3 separate regions of the Mus musculus genome follow, and regions 2 and 3 are each linked to region 1. Evidence: chromatin contacts called from public Hi-C and Micro-C data. All regions are on one chromosome and are shown on one strand. The core of a region is the stretch at or near the end of the contact, and the rest is flanking DNA. Distances in the headings are between cores, read along the strand shown.

Region 1 (4,988 bases), core at 1,674-4,173:
TGTTATAAGAACTGCTGCAGATTCACTGAAGTACTTGTAGTGTGTGGATTGCTGAGGTGTTTCATGGGAACTGAGCCTGATTTCTGATGCCCCTACTCCAACAGTGATGGCTTGTGTTCATTCTCAGCTTTTCTTAAGACTAAGAAACAATGGCACTTTCCCAGAAATTCAACTACATCCATTAAACTGGTGTCACCTGTGTACATTCTGTGGTCATTTTTGTATAGGATCCTAATAAGAAACATGGAACAAAAGCTCTAGCTGAAAAAATTCAGTTTCTGGCTTGATAGAAACAGATGGCAAAGCTCATGGAGAATTACATTTAGATACTGAATTATCTCAGCCCCAGGAAAATATTTCCTTGGTCTTACTTTACAGACTTCTGCTGTGATCCAGAGATGTTAGAAACTGTGTGAGACTGAGAAAAGTTTTCATTGTGTTTTGAATTTTCCCCATGAGAGTTGTTTTCATAGTTAAACTTAAGTCACCTATATTGATAAGCATATAGAAACTGTTATAACAGGAAATGGAAGTGGATAGGAGCACGTGATGGGGATTAGGTGTGCTTTCTTTGGACAGATCTTGTAATCTTAGCTCACCAGTTTTGAACTTTCAGCCTGCAAATAGTTTCCAAGAGTTGTAGATTCTCTACAAACATCTGTTATCTCAACACTCCAGTGAAGATTACAAGATACACAAAAAGTTGGCCTACTTTTGGAGCCTGTTGTTGTTGTTGTCTAAAATGGTCTCATTAGTAGAAGAAAACTGGTAATCTCAGAGAGGACTATGTTTTTTTTTCCTGTATTTATTTATTTTTCTGTAACTCCCATTGAGTATTTAATGAAAGTATTTAATGAAAGCCTTTTTTCTATCTTCCTTTCATATCTTCTTTTTACAAATTCATGGCCTATTTCTCCATTGTTGTTACATACACACACACACACACACACACATATATATATGCACATATATACTCATATCTAGTTCTAAGTGTATGGATGCAACCTGCTCTGTCTATATCATGCTACCTTGCATTTATATTTTCAGGGCTCACCATCTGATATTGAATAACCAGTCATGTACTACTCTCTGGGGAAGATTATTTCTCCTGTGCTCAGCATTCCTTGGTTGCCCGTACTTCTCTATGTAGAGTTGGAGCCTTCTGGTCCTTCCTCTAACCAGTTTGGCATACAGTTGCTTCTTATTTCAGCTCATGGTGAGGCAGACATGGTGGTGAGATTTTATGAGTATACGCATAAAATTCTGACATTGTTAGGATTCCTTTGTCCTTACAGACTTTCTACCTCCTCTTCCTCAATGTTCTCTGAGCCTTAGGTTCAAGAGTAGTTTGATAAATGTATCCATTGAGACTGGGCTACACAATTCTGCATTTTAATTGATTGTGGTTTTCTGAAGTGATTTTCATCTGTTGCAAAACAATGTTCCTTTGATGAGGGATTAACAAGAGCTTTTACATCAGGGGCTTTTTCAGCTATTATTCAAAGAATTAGAAGAAATTTGATTTTTGTTCCTTATTTAGCCCATTCATTAAGTATGAGCAAGACAGCCATGGGAACAGCAGTGTGTTGGTGAACGAATTCACTAAACAAAGGCAGGTCTTGGTGACAAGTTATTTTCAATGATACAGGGCTAGAAAGTTGTTTTTGGAACTTCTCCAGAGTTTAGTTCCACCTCTCAATTTAAAGCATCTTGGATTTCTTTATTAAGGAAATTAAATAGTAAATGAAGCCTCATATACCTATTTTAATTTATACTATCCCTTTTCTTTGCATTTATTTGGGGTTTAGTTAATTCCACACATAGCTGTATATATTGTTTGTATTTTTTTGTTTCACGTAGATATATTTTTTCAGCATTTGCATACACATGTTCCTTAAAGGTGATGGATGCTGACTTTGTTTCTAGTCTGCCATAATCCTTCCTCTATTCAGTGTGTCTCAGAGCACCTGTTCAGTGCTGAGTAACTATGAACAATTGAGTCACACATGACATGTTATGTGGGGCTTGATCCAGATCCCCCAGAACGCACACTATCAAATGAATTAGACTGTCAAAAACACTGAGGGCGTTTAAATCTGTCAAGCTTGAGTAGCACACAAAGTTAATGCCTTGCTCTTTACAGAAATATGCAGCTAGGACTACCACATTCCGTGGAAAGCTGGTGTGGGGTTCATAACAGCATCATTCACTTTTATGTAGCTCTTTGTAATTTAGAATCTAGTTAACAGCATATTGCTCAGTTTAGTGTCACCAGATCCTGCACACTGGTCAGGCCAAAGCCCCTTTTCTAACAACAACAACAAAAAAATTTGGACAGTTAAGGACTATGTATAAATTCACAAAATTGGTGAGTTGGCAGATCTGATATTGGAACCTACCCTTTCTGAGACTTAAACCAGTGTGTTTTCCTCCCTCCACAAGCTTAGTGAACATATTTGTTTTTTAACACAATAGCATGCTCTGTGACGAGGAGAACGTATAGATGTGCCTACTAAAAAGATGTGGAAATAACTCAATGTAAAGTATCTCAAGTTCATTTTGTATTGGCCATATTCTGCCTCCTTTCTTCCACAATCTTCTCAGAGCATAGGAGAGGGAGGAGGATGAAAATTGGGACAAGAATCCTTCCTCCATTGCCAAAAGAAAGGGTTAAAAAAGTGACGTTTTAAAGGCTTAAGTGGCAAAGAGAATTCTGAATTATTTAAGTGCAAAAGAAAAAAAAATCCACTAAAAGGCTGTAATCCTCCCTAAAGTTTTTTTAGTGTCTCTGGAAAAAGTCAGTGGGTGTGTGTCTGGGGAAGGGTTGGGGAGGGTGGATCAGACTCCTTCTAATAGGCTTTCTTTAAAAAAAGAAGAAAAGAAAACACACACACACTCAAACAGAAGGAGAAATAAAAGTTTGTCTCTGTTGAGAAGCTTCCTCTGTGCTTAAAATCTACAAGAAGCACTGAAAACTCAAGTCGCAGAGGCGCGCGCTCTGATTTGGTTGTTTACCATCAATCAGACGGTTGCTTGGCAGACACTGGATGGTTATGAGCCTGAACAAGCTGAAAGGGGCAGGAAAAGAAGTGGAGGCAGCATTCTTCCTATTTAAAGCTGCACCGCTTGAAAAAAGTTTTCGCAGACTGTGCCGGACCTGGTGCTGAAACAGACTGAGGCAGCGCGGGGACTGGTGCTGAAAAAGAGCCCCCAGCGGAATTCATGGTGCTACAGTGACCTCAGTATCTACTCTTCGATCCCAGGAGGACCCACATGTCTCATATTTAGACATGATGGCAAACTGGGTGGGAGCAAGACCTCTCCTCATTCTTTCTGTTTTATTAGGGTACTGTGTCTCAATAAAAGCCCAGGAACAAGAGAATGGTGAGTTTGCCTTTTGCTTTGCTTATGGTGTTTATGGCTTGGTTTGGGAACTAGATGGAATGTTAAGCTTCAGGAAGAGGATAAAGAGAAGACTCTGGTTTGAAGTTTGAGAAGGGGGCTCTAGGATTTGTAGCTTGGCTCTGGAGACTAGGCACATTTGCAAATCCGGAGCTTCTGTGCGTGCCCTGGCAAAAAGTGGGCTTCTGACATCCTGTAAGAGCCAGGATATCACCAGTCTTTTTTTTTTTTTTTTGCCGGAATGTAAGAGTGGGACGTTTAAAAGAAAACAAGAGTGCTTAAAACGGAGCCCCGGAGGCACTTTTAGTTAGAGGTCTGTCCTGTGGGCAGGCGCTTTCCAAGCAGGGAAAGCCGCTGCAGCAGAAGCTGGGCAGGGTGGAGTCTTTCCTGTGTGAACTTCAGCAGCTTCATGAAAGTCTTTGTTTAGAAAAACCTCTCCAGCAGGCAAATCCGATAGTTCGGAATTTCCTTTGTCTTTGCTCTTTATCCTCCCCTCCTAAAGTTTTCATCTCTGATCTTAAAATCGGGTTTGCCTACAGAGAGGGAGTCAAGTTTATTTCTCCATGACAGACTCTGATAGAAACCAGATTTCTTAAATTTCTGTGCTTTCCCACCCTACTGACTTGATTATCAGGACAGCATGGTTCCTGGGTGGATGGATGAAGGCAGGAAATTCTACTTGGAACAGAGTATTAAGAAGGACTTTCCCCTTAGACCCTTCCTTTCTCCCTTTCTTCTTCTCTTCCCCCGTTCCTTCTATTTTCTTTTCTTTTAAGGCATATCTTGCTTGGTTACTGTTTTGTTTTGTTTCCCCTATGTGATTTACATATGTTAGTGCTGGGATGTATTGTTAAGCAAAATGGCGTGGCTGCTATAGAATAAAACTTAAAAATAAAATAAAATGGGCCTCGTTGATATTAACGTTAACTTTTGAAGGTTGAAGTGTCAGAAACAGATACATTCTCATTGTAAGAGGCCAGCATAGATCTGAATCTCTGTTAGCATCACACTCAAGCTTCCAAAACTTAGCAATGTGCTAATCGTGTCTGTAACTGTCTTTCTCCTGTGTATATCCAGCCATCTGTACGAATATGTTTTCTGCCTTTCTGATTTTTTTTTCTCTAAAAATATTTAGAAACTGTGTTTAGCAACTGTAAGTTGTAGAAATCCCAAGGTTCTGGAGATAAAATTCAAGTCTGTCAGCAGCCCCATAGAGGGAGCACTTTTCTAAAATCTTAAAACTTTAAAATCAGTTTCTATGCTTCATAACGTGAGGAAACTTATGAAGGGTGAAACTTGCGTTTCCTCATAATGTCATGAAAAGTCTGTGCTGTTCGCAAACGCAAAGAACAAAGAAGTTAGGAAAGAGGAGAGCACATAGCAGCGTTAAGATAGAAGCAAAATGTCTGAGTATCAATGAATCTGTCCACTCCCCTCCCCTACCAGAAGACTAACTCTAAAATATCTATACAGACTTTATTCTCAATTTATGTTAAAATGATGTGCTTAATTTTTGTAATGTACAAAAGTAATCGAACATGTGTGTAAATGAAAGATGTAAGATGTTCAAAAGTCTTAGAAGGTAG
Region 2 (4,988 bases), core at 877-3,376, 97 kb before region 1:
GCTGGTCTTGAACTCAGAAACCCGCCTACCTCTGCCTCCAGAGTGCTGGGATTAAAGGGGTGAGCCACCATGCCCGGCCAGCATTCTTTTTGGCCACCATCCTTGTGTCCAGCCCCACTGTTTGGCCTGGGTGCACCTACCGAATCCATTATATCGCGGGAATGGCACACATTGCTTCTTTAAAGTGACATCCTTCAGGTACTTGGTGGCTTTGCGGATATGCATAACCTTGATGGCCTGGGCAGTTTCCTGGGTGTTCTGAAAGTGAACAGGAAGGTTGGAACCTCTTAATTTGCATGATTTTGTGGGGTTTTCTGGGTCAAGAGAGTAGGGAACCATCTTTGCAGGTGACCTCTGGCCGCTTAGCAATCTTATTTATTGACAAATTAAATGTGCATTTGTTGTGTATAACATAATTTTGAAATATATTTGCCTAATGGAACTTTTAAGTCAAATTAACATATAGATTATTTACATACTTCTTTGAGGTAAGAACACTTAAGATCTATTCTCCTGGGAATTATATAGATAGATAATGAACTGTTATTAATCATATTCTCATGTATACAATAAATATCCTGAATTTATTTCCATTTACAGAATTTTAAAATATTTTGATCAAACTTTTTATTTTCTACTTTTTTAAAGGCAATTGCCATTTTGCTCCTTATTTTTATTGATTTTTAAGATCTTATATATGTGTAATATTTATGATATATAATATACAATATTTATAACCTTATCTATCATCTATTATCTACCACTCTCTATATCTACCTATCATCTATCTACCTCTACCTATACTTTCTTTACATACCTATCTTTATATCATATATCTACCATCTCTTTATCTATCTCTAAATATCTATCATCAATCTTCATCAATCTATCATATCTCTCATCTATTTATCTCTATCATCTGCAAAATCATCTATTCATCTACACCTATATTATCTATCTATCTATCTATCTATCTATCTATCTATCTATCTATCTATCTACTCTCTCAAATCATGTGATACTAAAATTTTTGGACCAGACATAATTTACTTAGCAAAACATCTAACTACATCTATAGAATTTACTTCTTCTGTGTATATCTACTCCATTTCCTTTATTAAGCTATCAGCTGATGGACATTTTTTTTTTTTTGAGTTTGGTAATGAATGTCATGAGGATGCAGGTGCTTCTTCACACTGACTTCTTTTTTATGAGGAAGTTATCTATGTTTTCATCTCTTTGAATACATATTGTTATTCCTCTTTGATAATATAATATAATTTCCTATAGATGCAAGGCAATGACTCTCTGTTTACACCTGCCATTGGCAAAAGTAATGCCCAAAGAAATTAAGTAATAAATCTTGGGCCAAAACCATATATACTTTCAAGTGGTACTAAGGAATAAGAATCTAATAATATTCACATTCTAAATATCCTATACTTTCTACCATCATAATATGTTTCATCATATCAATTTAATATTCTATATCACCTTATGTACAAAAGCATAATGTTAATCTCCACAACTATTGTAAAAGATCTTAAAATGATCCATGCTGTCTTCAGTATAACTTGAAATCTATCTTTCCTTAGGATACTATAAAAAAAAGAACTATTTGTGCCTACTGCTGGTTTGTGGATAGCAGAAGAGAACCACCCAGTCATTTACAATGGTATTCTGGGTAAAAAGCATGTTATAATCATTTCACAAGTTGGTGATCATAATATGCACAGAACAAAGATTTTCTTAGTTCCCAAAATAACTATCATATTTGCCCATATGTTCAAACTGGTAGAGAACACCCAGCCTTCTATGCAGGCTTCATCTATCTTTTCAACTGTTTCTGAGGTGTAGCATTTAAAAGTCCAGAAAATTTAAAGTAGGAACACCACAAAGCTATTATATGGTAAATTGTGGAAAATTGAGGTTTTTAAAAAGGAAAGCCTATGACTATCCAATTCAGAGGGGAAAAGATGAGGTATGATTTATTAACGTTACTTAAGTATGGAATTAATTTTTTTGAGTAAAACTATCATCTGTTTTCCAACCACAGTATAGAAAGAATTACTGGAAGGCTTTCATGCTTAAGGGAGCCAAAAAGAATTTCCTTACTGTGGAAAAAGTTGGGTATTAGAGTTGTCAGTCATCCAAATCCATGGCATCCCTCCTTACATTCCTTTAAGATAAAGTTAGAGTTTGGCTTCCAATTACCATAAGTTTTTAGGGAGACACATGTCCATCGCATTCAATGCCCTTATTGCAAAGACTTTAAGAGTTTAAGTGACTCATGAATAGCAACGCTCAGCTTAACACATATATCTGGTTTATACAAAAATGCCTTCTTGAACCAAACACTGTGCACTTTCTCAGTCTTCTCTAGTGTTTATACATTTCAATTTAGAATTAGATTCATTCAGAATGGCCACTACTAGTAGGATTTCCTCTCCAAATACACTACTTAAAAATAGATGGCTCATTTTTTGCCAGTTGGTAAAGTGTCTTGTGTCTTTTTTGGAACCTCCCCTGGCAGATCACACTGTCTTCTCTAGGTCCACTTACAGCTAAGTTTCATGTTCTTTAAATAATTCATTTATAACAAACTTACATAGAGCAAAAAAAAAAAAAAGTCAATTTCCTGAATTTCTCTTTGAGATAGGATATTTTGCCTGAAAAATTACTTCTAAGTAGAGAGTATGCTGAATAAACTTTTGTCAGAGCACTAAGGTAAAAATAGCATGAAGTCTGGAAATGATTTAAACTTCTGCCACAGAATCAGGAGGCCAGAGAAATGGCAAGTTTTACTGCAAGAGAAGAGAATGATTTGTCTTATACATAAAATGAGAACCATTTTGTGGCCATGATAATAATTCTTTTTAAAAGAATTCCTAGTTTACTAATCATAATTCTGACGAAAACAGAAGGCCATAACAGTGATGTGTTTTCTTTTAAAATTTATTTATAAAAAAAACTGTGTCTTGAGAGTGTAGAAAAAGTAGAACTGGATTTTGATTATTATTGATGAATAGATACAAAATAACACATTTTGATGTCAGTTTTGAATATGGAGACACAGAAAGCTCTAATATTAGATAATTATCTCTGTCCTAAATAGCTAACAACAACAACAACAACAAAACACTTAGAAAGAAAGTTAGGCACAGATGTATTTTTATAAATGAATAGAATAGATTAAAACCATTGGGTTACAAACCACCAAGGTTATCAATAACAGTAATAATGCTGTGGTGCTAATTCAGCTACCAACTTGACTGGAGAAAGTAATTCTCTTAGTGGACCAGATGACTGGTCAGTAAAATATGCATTCCACAGAAGCATTTGGGCAAACATAACAAGACATGCTACCTTATTCCTAGTGCCTTAAATAGAGATGTCCAGTGAATTATGTTTCTAGAAGTATAAACAAAACAAAACAAACTTCCATCATTCTCTTCACTTAACATCCTGGGCCCACAGATTTATGGTATGATTATTTTATTTGGGAGTTAGACAGAGCTCAGATTTTAAGAATACTGCCTGACAAAAGTCCATAACTCCAATTCCAGGAAACTTGGTTCCCTCATTGATCTCCAAGAGCGTTACATACATTTAAGTAGGGAAAGTATTTATGTACACAAAAATAAAAATAAATAAATCTTTAAAAAATTATCAAAATTTTTTTGAGATATAGAGGAATATTTTTCCAGCTCTCAGCATTCCTTGGTGTCCTTTAGTTCTTTGTCTGAGGCCTTATAAGGATCCCCCCTTCCATGTTAATATGTTGGTGTCATTCTTGTTCAAGTGTTTTTCAGGCAGCCATGTTGTTGAGATTTCATGGTGTAGATTCTGTGACAGTTTTATGAGACAAAAATCTTATAGCGTATTTCTTGGCTCTCTGGCTCTCCTGATCTTACTGCCCCCCTATTCTGCTATGATTCCCTGATCCTTAGGTGCAGGTATGCAGATGTATATGGAGCCAAGCACCACACTGTCATGTGCTTTCTTCATTTTGATTAGTTATGGGTTGTTTTGTATTGATCTCCCTCTACTGCAAGGAGATATTTCCTTGATTCAGGGTGCAATAGCTAGTTGTTAGTACTGAAATTATACACATACAATTAACATTATATAGCATGAACAGATGTATTTGTACATTTAGGGTGTATGAAAAGGGTTAGAGGAAAAAAGGGGCAGAAAAATTGTAATTACACGTTAATTTAAAATAAAATAAAAAGTCAGTCTGGTCTGAGCCTGTGCCCTGACCAGATCTTGGTGCTGGCTTCGCACCCAGTCCCACAACACCCAGAGGAAGCTTCACTCCCAGGTGCTTTAACATGCCCAGAATCACAGTAAGGAGATTCTGGCTTTTCTCTATTACTTACATTTGGTGCTGCTAAAAGTTTTTCACCTGGAAGTCTGTATGTAAATACCTTCAAATGATGAATTAGTATTTGAAAATTGCTGTTTTTAAACTTTTATTTTCAAGTTAATCTTTGTATATTTAGTTCATGGCAAATTCAAGTTAAAGCATTAAACAAATTCCTAGAACTGGTAAAACACTAGTAGATAATTAAGTATTTATACTTCTACTTAGCCATTGGCGAGGATAGGAATGGTCTTGGTTCTTATTTTCTGTGATTGTGCTTTGGAAATGTCTTACTTCCATATTCCTTGACTCTGGAAGCACTTACCTCTTCTCACTCTGCCTTTTTGTCTGTTTAGTCTGTTGCTATAGCAGAGTGAGTTTCCTAAAACTTGGCTGGAACCTCAGACCTCTGTAATGAGTGATAGACATGACAGCTTTGCCCCAGCCACTAGCCAAAGTAAAGACGAATGTCTATGAATGGGAGGATCATTAGAGTCTTCCCCAAATCCTGTGTGAGTGGGAGCTGCATGTTTTCTAAGCTGAAAGAAAAGGAAATCTAAGCCAGTTCATAAAGCCAAATATTTATGTTACTGACTTTTAGAAATGAAACCAAGACCTAGCT
Region 3 (4,988 bases), core at 1,298-3,797, 77 kb before region 1:
ATATTTTCCCTCATCACATAGACTTTCCAGCCATTTGATCGCTAAAAGTCTCCATCCAAACACCTGTGAATTGGTAAGCTTTCCATTTGCACAGTTTCATTTTAGGACCTCTACCCTTGGGTGAGCTCTCTATCTTGTCTCGAGATGGTTTTCTCTTTTGGATCCTCTCTTGTGAGCTGCTGGTCTCCCTTGGGCTCCGAGCCACACAGTTTGGGTGCTGGTCCTACAGCTTGGCCACTAGATTGCATGAAAGATGGCCTAGTAAATCTAGTCTTGCTGGTCACTGTCACTTCATTCTAGTTATTAATTTATCCTCAGGACACTGCAAGTGATGAGACTAATGACTCCCATCTTCACCCAGAAGGGTATGTTTTCACTGTCACTCCCAGGATCCCTACTGGGAGACCTCCTAGTCTAAAAGACTTCTGAATTTACAAGCTAAATTTGGCCCTGAGATCTACAAAGCAATAACTATAAATGGCTGCTTAGTGGAAGCTTTAAAAAAGAAAACAAACAAACAAACAAACAAAAACAAAAAAAAAACTTTCACCATTCTTGCTGGTGATCTGAAAAATGGAAAGATTTTTATTTAGGCTTTTCCCTTCCCCCTTGGTCTCTTTTCACTTTGTTACCTTGTGCTCTGATCCCTGTTCGTTGCCCCCTTTACTCTGCCTTGGCTGCTCACTTACTCTCGGGCCCACTGGCTTACACACCACCCTTCAACCCGGAGCCACTGAACAGGCTAGAAACAGGCTGTGTGTGTTCATTCTCCAGCCCTGCTCTTCACACCACACTTGAGTAAGGGCAGTCTCATTACTGTGCACTATTGTGGATTGCCCTGGCGTTGTTTATATTTTGATGCCAATTACGTTTCTTCAAGAGGGGCTGCCTGGATGAGGAGTGGATCATGTACTCAGGTGAACTTCCCCATTTTAACTGGTCAAATAAAGGCTAGAGCCTGTGATTGGGCAGTGGAAGGGAAAAGTGGGGCTGGAGGTTTTAAAGATGGAGAGAGGACTGAGGGGAGGCAGATTAGAAGATGGAGGAGATAGAGGAAGATGGAGGAAGAGGAGGTGGAAGGAAGATGGACCAGAACCCTGTAGCCTGGAGAAGCTGCTAGTAGCAAGGGATCTCATAGCTGGAGAATAGAGTAGTGTAGTGGCTTATCTGTCCAATCTAGATATGTAGCTTATAAATATTATAATTGAGTTATTTTCCTGGGCTTATTGGGGTTGGAGATTTACTGCAACAGTCTGCCATCTTCAATTGGGCAGATCAAGTTTTTCTATGCACTGTGTCATCTTATCTAAGGGTGGCCACATGGCTGGCTGTAGCTTCAGCAACATATTGGTTAAGGGCAGTCTCACAACCATCTGTCATCTTTGTAACAGGCACTTCCCACCTTCTTGCCTCCTCACCTTAAAACAGCCTGACTTAAGGTCTCCAAAGATATTTCAATGAAGATGAAGTTGTCCTATGTTTCTATCCTGCCTTGGTAAATAATAATTTTAACACTAATTTAAAGATTTAAAATAGTAAAATGTTAAAGACTACTGAGTTAAAGATGTTCAGCCTTGTTTTTTTTTTCTACTGCTATTAAGTTACAATGTACTCTCTTTATTTGCTAGATGCATTTTAAAACAAATAATTAAACAAACACTGATTGTCTAACTCAGATATGCTTAATAGATATTGGCTCTCAATCTTGTCAAAATATGCTAATTATAATGTTAAATGTCTAAGCTTATTACGACAGGCTCCCAAAGCTCATAATTACCTGATTCATGCTTCACTATTGCCTCTTCTTAGTTTCTCCTTTTTAAAATTAAACTAAAATGAAGGAATGTTGACATTTCTTCCAACCTCTGCCCAAGAGTTACCTGGCTATTGCCAGGTAGGCCTGGCTTGATATAAAAGGTGATGTTTGGCCCCTCCTCATTCTCTTACTCTCTCTGTACCTTCTCTCCCTGATCCCTTTCTCCCTCTCTCTCCCTCCCCCTTCTCTTTCCATGTGTCCCTCACTGGCCTCTCCTCCTCATCATTCTCCTTCTCTTCTTCTTCTTCTCCCCCCCTCCCGTTTCTCATTTCTCTCTCCATTTCTCTGTCTCTACTCTCTTCTTAACTCCCCTTCCTATGCCCTAAATAAACTCTATTCTATATTCTACCTGTTGTATGGTTGGCACCTCTGGGTGAAGGGATGCCACATCATGAGCCTGCTGAGGCACCCCTCCCACATTACCATACCTGGCTCTACAAACATATCCTGGCTCTAATTATAAAACACAACAGCTTGTGAATATTTGAGTACCTTGCTAGAGAAAGAGCCTTAGACTTTTGAATGGCAATTTGTCCTTTAGCTAATTTCCTTTTCATTTGGTTCTGGAATTTCCTAAAAGTGGATTCATTCTGATAGGTTTTCTCTACCAAAAAAAATAAGCCAATTCAGTCAAATTATGAGTAAAAAGGCAGGAATGAGTTCACCAATCTCAAGAATGAGACTGGAATGAGTCGCAGGCTGACTATGGCTTGAAAGTTTTTTATAGGCTGTCTGCTTGTGGTGAGGGGTGAGCTTGAGTAGCTGTGACTTCAGGTGAGAGGATTGGGATATCTGTCAGGAATGTCAGGAATGTGAGATTGAATTTTTTTTTTCTTCTGCTTTTTCTGTTGGGAGGCTTTCAGATTGGGTGGGATTGGAGACAGAGGGAGGAATGGAATTTGCTGGACCATGTGGGGGAGGGGTGCAAGCCAAGGATTCTAACTGAACACATTTGGCACTAAAAGTTTTGTAACTTGTCTCTGTGTGTAATGTTGTTCATCTCTGTGATCTTCACTTTCATACTTCCTGCAGCATCTCTAATGCTGCCATCTTGGCACTTTCACCAAGAAATGGGGACAAGCTCAGGGCCCTTGTTTACTCTAAAGATAACCAGACTTCCTTTTCTTAGAATTCTGCAGTCTAATTAAGATCTATGATGGTTTAAGATGGTTTCAGACATATGGCCATCTCTCTTATCTGATGGAAACACATTCTCCTATTACTTTGCTGATGTGCATGTGTGTATGCCTGTGTATAATTGTGAGTGTTTATGTATGTGTGTGAATGTGCCTATTTGTGTCTGAGTGCATGCATGTGTGTGTTTGTTTGAAATTCAACTGGGTAGTTACTACTCTTTAGAAGACTTGATTTAATGAAATTCATTCAATTTTGAAGTTATCAATTATGAGCAGATGTAATTGGGTTATATCAGGTTTGCCTAGAGTCTTTTTAAATGCTAGTTTTTATTTCTTATTGAAAAGGTATTATATAATTCATCAGTATGGTGTGCAGATATGTAGCAAGATCTCTCCATTGCTGAATGAATGCCTCATGTGCATTTTGAAATATCAAGAGAAGAGGAAAAACCTGACATAATTACATTCATGACAGAGAAGCTAAAAAGACTGAATTTTATTGGAATATTACAATTTTTTCCAACATAAAAGAAAAATATGGACCCCTGCCATCTTCCTTCTGAATCCCCCCCCCCGCCCCCGCACACAAACACATGCCATAAAACACATGCCATCTTTCTTCTAAACCCAGCAGAGACCACTAAGGGCTCCAGAATACTCTCCACACCGCAGGACCTCGGGATCACCTCGGGATCATGGGTGAGTGGAATGCAACATCAGCTCCAAAGAATCATGGAGGGTCTTGTGCCAGCAGGAAAAGGGACAGAGGAAGCCCACCTGACCAGAGGCTGGGATTCATTCAGATCAAGACCAGAATGAATTCATCTTCTTCGTGAACCCGGCCAAGGGCGTCTAGGGCCCCAGAGGACTCTCTCCGCTGCAGGACCCCTAGCACACCCAGGACCTCGTGATCACCTGGGAGCACATGGGCAACAGAAGCAACAGAGCTTCCTGGACAGGGTCCCATCAGGCCTTCATCCTCAGCCAAGAGGCAGAGCTGAGACCCAGACACCTGGGCACCTTCCTTGCCAGAGGAGAGTTGGCCTACAAGGAGGGCTCTGACCCCAGGACTCAGGAGGTGGATTAGAGCTCCAGACTTCTGGACATCTGCTTTGCAAGAGGAGAGCTTGCCTGCAGAGTGCTCTTACCACTGGAACTCAGGTGAGAGTTAGACTCCCAGGAGTGCTGACAGAGGCTAACAGAATCACAGGAGGTTCAAGCTCCAGCCAGAGACAGCATGAATATTAACACCAGATATTTCCAGATGGCCAAAGGCAAAGGTAAGATTCTTACTAACAGAAACCAAGAACACTGGGCATCATCAGAACCCAGTACATCCACCACAGCCAGTCCTGGATACCCCAACATACCCATGATTCCTTAATAACTCCAGAATGGTTGACATAGAAAAAGCACTCTTCATGCACAGTGGCACATAACCCTCCTTGTTGTAGATACATTAAGTTTAATCCCCGCCTAGTCTATAGTGCTGCCTCAGCCAGAGAGTCCATATTACATCCCAGGTGTGAGATGAACTTTTCTAGGCATTGGACGTCTTCATCTATGTCTGCCTTTAGGTACTATAATTTTTTTCCTGTAAGGTCAGTGAAGCTATCCCAGTGCCTGCTCTGGCTAATCCTGCCCCTAGGATTATGGCTAGGGTTAATGAGATGGGTTCCCTTTTTTGCCTAATGAAGTCTCCTTCAATGTGTTCTACCAGAGTTCTCACCAGTGTTTCTTCTGAATAATAGGTTATATGGGGTAATAACTGGACTAGAATACAGAACTCCTTTGGGGTAAAGGAATTAAGACCCTCCATGGGGTCAGAACTGTTGAACAAGCTGACCATGCTTGTTGGGGGGGGGGGATAATACATTTAGAATGAATGGTGGGTATTATTTGATTGCAAGAATGGGGGGGGGGGCTTCCTTAGGCAGGTACCTTGCCCTGATACGGTCTGCAGAATTAAAGCCAGACCTTCATGTGACCATCTACATGCATTGTTCCTTTCATATACATTATATTCAGCTATTAAC

Evidence for each region. A called contact is a pair of places that touch in the nucleus more often than the background predicts.
Region 2: a contact with region 1 is called in a Hi-C map of embryonic fibroblasts, with 2.2 times the contacts expected there. The contact joins the enhancer-like site here to the promoter of Col5a2 in region 1. A contact is called at or near these places in 2 of 39 promoter capture datasets (the 3T3-L1 cell line and cancer-associated fibroblasts), 4 of 484 Hi-C or Micro-C datasets (the C2C12 cell line, embryonic fibroblasts and uterus), 3 of 115 datasets of contacts at active chromatin or transcription factors (embryonic limb bud, embryonic stem cells and heart atrium) and 1 of 9 other capture datasets (adipose tissue).
Region 3: a Micro-C map of embryonic fibroblasts shows a contact between it and region 1, with 2.6 times the contacts expected there. The contact joins the enhancer-like site here to the promoter of Col5a2 in region 1. A contact is called at or near these places in 1 of 39 promoter capture datasets (the 3T3-L1 cell line), 8 of 484 Hi-C or Micro-C datasets (the HL-1 cell line, adipose-derived mesenchymal stem cells, embryonic fibroblasts and 3 more), 1 of 115 datasets of contacts at active chromatin or transcription factors (embryonic stem cells) and 3 of 9 other capture datasets (adipose tissue, liver and pancreatic islet).

What each region holds. Positions count from the first base shown.
Region 1 is chr1:45,501,217-45,506,204 of GRCm38.p6, reverse strand. Col5a2 (collagen, type V, alpha 2) reads left to right here and starts at 2,923. Exons shown (of 54, transcript NM_007737.2): 1 at 2,923-3,384. The coding sequence starts at 3,291.
Region 2 is chr1:45,597,404-45,602,391 of GRCm38.p6, reverse strand. It overlaps the pseudogene Gm8304. Among named protein-coding and RNA genes, the nearest start is that of Gm23216, 86 kb to the left of the region's middle. Within about 2 kb of position 2,126, at least 20 of the 459 cell types and tissues checked have an H3K27ac peak or open chromatin away from gene starts, as enhancers often do. A contact at or near this core is called in embryonic fibroblasts, where this site is marked.
Region 3 is chr1:45,578,285-45,583,272 of GRCm38.p6, reverse strand. No RefSeq gene overlaps it. Among named protein-coding and RNA genes, the nearest start is that of Col5a2, 77 kb to the right of the region's middle. Within about 2 kb of position 2,547, at least 25 of the 459 cell types and tissues checked have an H3K27ac peak or open chromatin away from gene starts, as enhancers often do. A contact at or near this core is called in embryonic fibroblasts, where this site is marked.